Regions from separate parts of the Siniperca chuatsi genome. Here region 1 is linked to region 2. The links are chromatin contacts, called in public Hi-C maps. All regions are on one chromosome and are shown on one strand. Each heading gives the region's core, a stretch centred on a gene start, on an enhancer-like site or on the middle of the called end of the contact. The rest is flanking DNA. Distances are from core to core; before and after follow the strand shown.

Region 1 (3,891 bases), core at 783-3,282, 53 kb before region 2:
GGTAATAAACTCCAACATGTTAAAGAACCAGATGAAGTAGAGATTGATTTTTGAAGTCTGCAGACTGACGATTATGTGAGAGCTTCAACTTTGCTCATCCTCTTATCCTTGTGGAAACCCTGCCATTAAGCAAATGGGTTGGCTTTTTTTCTGTATTATACATTCGGCTAAAATAAAATCTGATATTTGCGCTGTTAAGGCCCTCTGAGCTGTCATGTCGGAGACTGTTGTGTGAATCCAAGTAACCGGGGGAAATGCAAGTCAGCCAGGAAGCCACGATTCATAGAGCTTCCTATTTTGCTGAGATGAAAATCACAACACAGGCCCTTATCTGTCTCGCTCACTGCCAAAACACACTTGAGGGCACATGGCCGAGCATATACATATACACACAAACACAGAGAGATAATAACCTAACTACAAAACACAAGATTGATTGTAATTTAACAATAGCAGCTACTGTATGAGGAATCTGATAACTGCCTTTTATTATTTTCACATTTTTGTCATCCGTTATCACAAGTTTGACAAAATTTAACCAGGCATGATGACACATAACCTATCTCAAGCAAGTGTCAAGTTTCTGCAAGGTTACCTTTCTGTACTGAAATGAAAGCTTGGGAAAGGCACGTTCAAAAACACTAATGTGTGCTTTGGAAAACGTAAAGTATACATAAATGGCGTAAGACACAACATCTTTAGCAGATGTAAGCATGGAAAGATCCACTGACAAATTGGTCAGTCTAGGAACACCAAAGAAACGCAAATAGGAATTGATCGCGCACAGCTAAAATATTGTAACCTCTTGTCACTGTTACAGTTTCTGCTACTATTTAGCTAATACAACAAAAGATCTTCATCTGCCACATGTCATGAAATGGGAAACCGCTCAAACTGAACTAAGCACTGAGGTCAGTGAGGTCAAATTTTGTAGAAATAATAAAAACAAGTTTCCCATTTTACATTAAAAAATGTTATTACATATATTATTATTAAGGAAAACATGATAATTTATCGTGGTATAGCTTTTTGGTCATATTATCCAGGCAAACAAAGTTCTTCTTCTTAAACCAAAAAGGTTAGTTTTGGTTCTATTTGAAAATGAAACAATTACACTTCCATGTCAGTGAGGAAGAGGGAAACAGCCACTGATGTGGAGGAGTGGAAGTGTAATTACTCTACAAGGTGGTTCCGCTCGCTTTCTAAGCATCTTGTTATGACTCAGCAGTCACAGAACCATCAGTCTGCGGAGAATAATTATGCCAATTACTAAGGAGGAAAAAAACAAGTGTCCCTTCCCTCTGGTGACATCAGGATGAGGAATTTGCCACTTGATGACTTGTTCAGAGGCAGCAGGTGGTGGACGATTTCCATTTGTATTGAGGAAGCACTGAAACACATCAAAAGTTGAGTACTGTGTTTGATCCTGTGCAACACCTGGACTGGGCCCAAGGCAGATGTTGGTGACCCCCCAACCACCACCACCACCACCACCACACACACACAGTTTGGAGAGGCAGTATCATGGCCCATAAAAATGTTTACTGTTCTCTTACACAAAGCTGGACATGTTTACATGTGATTTAGGATAACAGATCTTTTTCAATTAGTGTCGACCAATACAAAAGAAGCTGGTTCACATTTAGGTTTTGGGACACAGAAATAACATCAGAGCCTTTTTTCAGCAGAAAGCTTGAATTTATTGACTATATTACAAGCCTTTGAGACATCCCCCTCCTATTTCTTTCATTTTTTCCCTCTGATTATTATTCTTCTGTGACGTGCTGGTCTGTTTGTAATGAAATCCAAATGGAGAAGGTTCTGGCTTCTGGCCCTGAGCCGTAACTGCCCACCCCCCTCCTTCTCTTTCTCCCTCTGGGGAACAAGCCTGAGATAACGGGAAAAGGGGAGGATGGGCAGAGATAGACTGATCAATAGATGGACAAGTAGAAAGAGAGATAGAGAGATTCATAGATAGATAAGAGAAATCCAAACAGAGAGCAGGAGGAAGAGAAAGCGCGAGAAAGTCTCAGAGAAAGCTCGAGACCCTGGGGGCCAGTCGGAGGGGATAAGATGGGGGGTGTGGGTGGCGGCGATGGGAAACTATGTGTGTACGTGCTGCAGGAAGAGGCCTTGTGAGCCGGGGGGAACACACGCGCCTCAATGGGGGGGGGGGGTGTATGTCCAGACCAGTGTGTGTATGTGTGTGTTCTGTGTGTGATTGTCACTGGAGGAGTGTACTTTGGATCGGTACATCGACTCACAGCAAACAAATAACACAAAATCCTGCAGGGCGGAGGATCGGAGGGACGCCGTATCCAAGGTAAATAAACAAAATCATGAAAATATAGTTGCATTGACTGATGAGACCCGACCTTAATACCCTGAACCCCATGCGACTGCACACAGACAGTCTGTCCAGTACACACAAAATCAATTCACTTTTGGCCCATTATCAACAAAATAAGTCACATGGACAACTAAAACAGTTTATGTCAACAGTGTAACCTCATTCCACTGAATGCTCTGTTTCAAACGCGTATTTTATTCAGCTGGCAAGTTTCAAATGAGCAACAAGCAACAAGTTTTAGTCTGTTATTGAGTCCTAAAAGTCCTGTTTTCTTAAACCAAGTAAAACAATCTAAATATGTATCTATCTTGAATTTCCAAGAAGAGAGTGCCTCTATTTTGAATCAAGAGTGAATAATGCATAGCACTGCACAAGAATTTAAAAATTACACGTCTTGAAAGTAGTTGATTTGGGGCTGCAGTTGACAATTTTTTTATTTTTTTATTAATCAATTGTTGAGTCTCAAATTAGGGAAAATGCCATCATGCCAAGTTCCCGGAGCCCAATGTGACATCTTCAATTTGCTTGTTTGTCCAACCAATGGTCCAAAACTCAAAGATATTCAATCTACGATATGAAAAGCAGCCAATCCTCACACTTCAAAAGCTGAAATTTGACTATTCTGTCACTCGAATAAACGTCTCCTTGTTTCAGCACTGTTTCCACTGCAAATCAAGAATTATCTAGAAGTGTCAGTATATTGAAATAAGACAGAATAGGGCAGATGGCTGCACTAGAATAAAGAAAAATGACACTTGATTCCAGAAAATTCTTGAAACACATTGATTGTACTTGGTAAAATGGAGATTTTTGCAGTGCAGAGCTTTGTTACCTGCATCTGCTGCACTAATCTTTTCTGTCAGAGAGGAACTGATTCAAATTGTCAGAGCCCGCAGAGATGATTTTCAGGATGGAGACAGATCAAACAAGGAAATAACTCTGGTGAATTACCAGCACGGGCCAATCTTCAGGGGGTTGGAGGCACGTTTTGAAGAAAGAAAAAAAAAAAACACAAAGATGGTCAGCGTTGTGAGCATCAGTAGGGCCCCAAGTGGAGTTGGTATCCATGTGGATGAGAGCCTATGGATGTATGTCTCTTTATCTCTCCCTGGTGCTCGTGCGCTCACATTTAATTTTTCCCACCTCTGTCCCTGTCCTTCAATTTCTCTCCACATCTTTCCTTCTGCCTTCTCTGCTCATCAGAGGGACTCCTCAGAGGTGGAGGATAATCCCAGTTCGGAGCAGTGAGTCTTTCATGTCCTGAGAAGACACGCTGCCGAGAGTGCTGCCAGCTCCCTTTCCTCTCTACAGATACCTGGATCAGCTTCCCGGCCTTGCTGTCTCTCTCTCTTTTCTATCTTTTCTATCTCCCTCCCCTCTCTTTTACTTACTGTGCTTGTCTTTTCACCCATGTTTATGTTCTCTTTCATTACGGAGACCATCGGTTCTGCCGGGGATGAGACTAATGCTACTAGCTTGTGTTTAGACAGCACAAGCACAACACAAACACCTGGGAGTCGATCCGTCTCCAGGTGTTGGCG
Region 2 (3,609 bases), core at 109-2,608:
ACATGTCCTATGTTATTATTTAATATTATGACAGCTGTGTAAATTCCTTTGGAAAAAGAATGTGAAAGTTGCCACTCTCCCTCTATAACCTTTTACTAAGTGTCCTCCATAGCCTGTGATCTTTGTGTAGATTACATTATCAAAACTCAGAATTGACATCAATGCACAGAGATCCTAGAGCAGTTATCCCACACCTGAGTCACCTGTTTGTAACTGATGTGAAGTTTGCCCTCATCTTTACTTGAGCACAGTTTTAAGAGACAAATCCAGACTGCCCTTGATAAGTCAAGCAGCTTTGTTGGAGCACAGAGCCAAGTTCAATGCATATCTTTAATTTTTTTTATCAGTTACCAGATGACTGTACGAAAACACACACAACCTGCGCACAACACATAGGCTAGCTTAATACAATCAACACGTGCCAAAAAAGTAAAAAAGAAACTGCTCGTTCTAGTTAAAATTCCTCTAACTTAACTGTTTCTGCAACATTGTGTGTTTAGTCCTACTCGTTAACGCGCGTAGAAAACGCTTAAGTACAAAGCTTCATTTCGGTTTGCATTTTTTCTTTGAGAAACTGACATTTAAATTAAAAGTAAAGTTTTAAGCGAAGTTCAAACAAGTACATTTAACTGCAGCGCACGCGAGGTAGGCGCACAGCGTATCCCAAGCGAGATGTCACTCCGTATCTAAGCGAAATGTCATCAGCTCAAATAGCGGCGTAAGATATGCAACACAGTGAGGATGTATCTGGTTTTATCGGAGTAAAAACGATAAGCCAGTGTTAGTCAAATTACAGAAGGCAACGTCCGCTACAGCTCGTCAACAGCTCTAAACATGTTGATGCATTTGGCAACTCGCTGCACGCGCTGTCAAAAGAGAAAAGAGGGAGAAAAACAACACAGCGCGAGGGCACGTTTCACACTGAGCTGCCGATGAAAGTTCTATCAAAACCCTCAAAATTATAACAGAGCAAGGCTTTGTCATTAAACAAACAAACTTACCCAATGACAAGAATGGTTTGGTTTCCATGTCTGTCTGGTAGGTTAGCTCATGCCAGCTGAGACGACCGCGTTTGGGAGTTTTTCACAGGCGGCTGCTCGAGCAGACCAGACCAGACCAGGGCGCTGCTGCTGCTGCTGCTGCTGTGGTCCTCTTCAAGGAGACGGGACTCGGTTCGAAGCGGTAAAAGTGACAGGTCGATGTCTGATAGTCTCGGAAGATAACCTAATGTTTCTACGTCTGTTTGCTCACTCAGCCGCTGTGTGCTCACACTCCTCTCCTCTCCCTCTCGTGCTCGGTGTACAGCAACTCCAACTACTGGATCTGTACTGCAAAAGGGACCTGTGCAGGGGGTACTCCCACCAACGTAGGCCGAGCTGCAGCGACACCACAGATACAAACAGGAGCCCTATCGTGAACTTTGAAATTAACAACACAAAAGACAGAGAGAGAGAGAGAGAAAAAAAAAAGCATGCAGTGCATTTTATGCTAGATATTAAAAGTCTACAGATTTCCTCCAGGTAGAGGTTTTCCAAATCACGTGGAGCTGTTTCAGCTGAGCAGCAGCTACTTATTCTTTTCTCTCCTTATCTCCTGTTATTTTAACCTGGTCACATCTGTTGAACCAGAGCTGTTGGCTCAGTAGATAGATGTTTCAACTGTATTTACAATGAGCCTATTTCTCTCTCTCTAGAAGCTGCTATAACATTAAAAAAAAAATCAAATAAACACACTCACCTATAGGCCTACAGTAGTGTTAGGATTTAATAGTATTGTATCTCGTTTGAATCTGGAAGAATGGATTGGAGAATTATTAAATCATTTAAAACTTTTGACACAGGACTAAGAATCCAAGTCTGACAGTCAAAGAACTAAAACTCTGGCAAAAGTTTTGCCTGCATTATTTAAATGACCTACCAGAATGTTTTGTAGCCTACATTTATATGCAGATGTACTAAAAAGCGATGGAAATTAGTTCTTTTCTAATGAAACATGGGAGGTTAAAAATGCATTAAGAGTGTTTCCTGACACTCAAAGAAATCCAGATATTTGAAACAGTAAAGTAAATCCAGACCAAGAAAGCTGTGCAAGCTCAAGTGTTACACAGTTACTGTACTGTATCAATATTTTCAACTCCCCTCTCTACATCTGCTAATGTTTACTACATTCATACTGTGATCTGCCAACATGGCACAAAAAAGAAAGAAAAATCTATGAATTTATTGCAGATGCATAAAAGTTTGAGGCAGATTCACATAAGCCCCCCTCGGCTAGTTTTACAGCAAGCGGCAGCGTGTGCAATTTGCATAACTCTCACTGCATTAGAGCAATGCTAGATCTAGATCTCTGTCATTGTTCCTGCTGCTATATCTGTTCTGGCCATGACAGTTTATGCCTAAGTCAAGCCACATCCATCGTGTGTGCACCGACTCCCCTTCAACACTCAATCCTGCACACATAGGCGAGGCACATGTTTCAGGAGAGTGAAAAATGTCCCCTTCTTTGCCCCAGATTGAAGGAGAGTACCACAGATGCTGGCTTTACATTTCCCCCATGCTGTAAAAATCCCTTATGCAGTGCATATAGGAGCGATTTAATGTAAACATACGCCTCCTGCAGCCATCCTCTAGGCCCCTGTGATGAGCCTGCTCCTATTAAGCACTTGAAGGTGTTCACCACATTTGTACTGAGGCGAGATACATAATTAATGTAATGCATGGCACATCAAAGATCAAAGGCATGGTTTGTGCAAAAAAAAAAAAAGTTAAGTTAAGTCTGACTGGGCACTGATTCAAGGTGTGTTTGTGTGCATGAGAGAGAATGTATGTGCATTTTATGTGTGTGTGTTCTTGTGTAGGTGTGCAGATGTGTGAGGAGAGAAAAATGAGTCCTGCTGATTATTCCACTCAAGGCCTTGCTTTTGTGTGAATATTTCCTTCATCTACCTTCCAAGAAAACAATTATCACTCATCAGACGGCGTCATGTTTGCAAGATGATGTTAAGTGGCTTAATTGGCTGGGTAAATGCTCATCAGAGGGGGAGGGAGGGAGGGAGGCAAGAGCAGTGATTGGACATCCTATTTGTCCTCGGTTCAGGGGGCTGTTTTGCCTCGGGCCTTCACTCTGTAATAGAAGACAGACACAACACAGCCTTTTTAAACACCTCGATCAGGCCGGGTTCTCTCATCTGCCCACTAGAATGAGCTATTTAATCCTCAACTTGGGCTATGATTAATAGCGGTCTGACCCTTCACCTCCATCCATATAAATTCTCTGGAGGCTGTTTTTTTGGCTATCCTCATCGCCTCGCACCTCTGGTCGCGGAGGTCTCGAGTCTATACTCTTAATTGCGACATCTCTTGGCTCAGTTCTGTCTCTCATTTCTGTCTCTTTTGCCGTGTTTTTCTCCACTTTAAAGCAATGTGTTTGGGCCTCAGGGGACGGAAGACCACCGTTACGATACACCCCTCCATGGCTTTGCCAACCTCCTCCTCTTTCTCCCTCTCTTAAAGTGGGTGATAAATGGGACAAGGGCCTTTTGGTCTCCTTTGTACTTTGACCATTCACAACAAGCTCATCCGTAAAAGCGATTATGGCCTCTTTCAGTGG

What was found. Hi-C and Micro-C count contacts between places; a contact is called where the count stands out from the background.
Region 1: a contact with region 2 is called in a Hi-C map of liver, with 2.0 times the contacts expected there. The contact joins the enhancer-like site here to the promoter of rxraa in region 2. A contact is called at or near these places in 2 of 3 Hi-C or Micro-C datasets (liver and skeletal muscle).

What each region holds. Positions count from the first base shown.
Region 1 is chrLG18:19,752,087-19,755,977 of ASM2008510v1, reverse strand. The region is part of intron 3 of rxraa (retinoic acid receptor RXR-alpha-A); the gene reads right to left. Among protein-coding and RNA genes, the nearest start is that of rxraa, 53 kb to the right of the region's middle. Within about 2 kb of position 2,032, the one cell type or tissue checked has an H3K27ac peak away from gene starts, as active enhancers do. A contact at or near this core is called in liver, where this site is marked.
Region 2 is chrLG18:19,698,387-19,701,995 of ASM2008510v1, reverse strand. It overlaps rxraa (retinoic acid receptor RXR-alpha-A), which reads right to left and starts at 1,358. Exons shown (of 12, transcript XM_044174763.1): 1 at 1,002-1,358.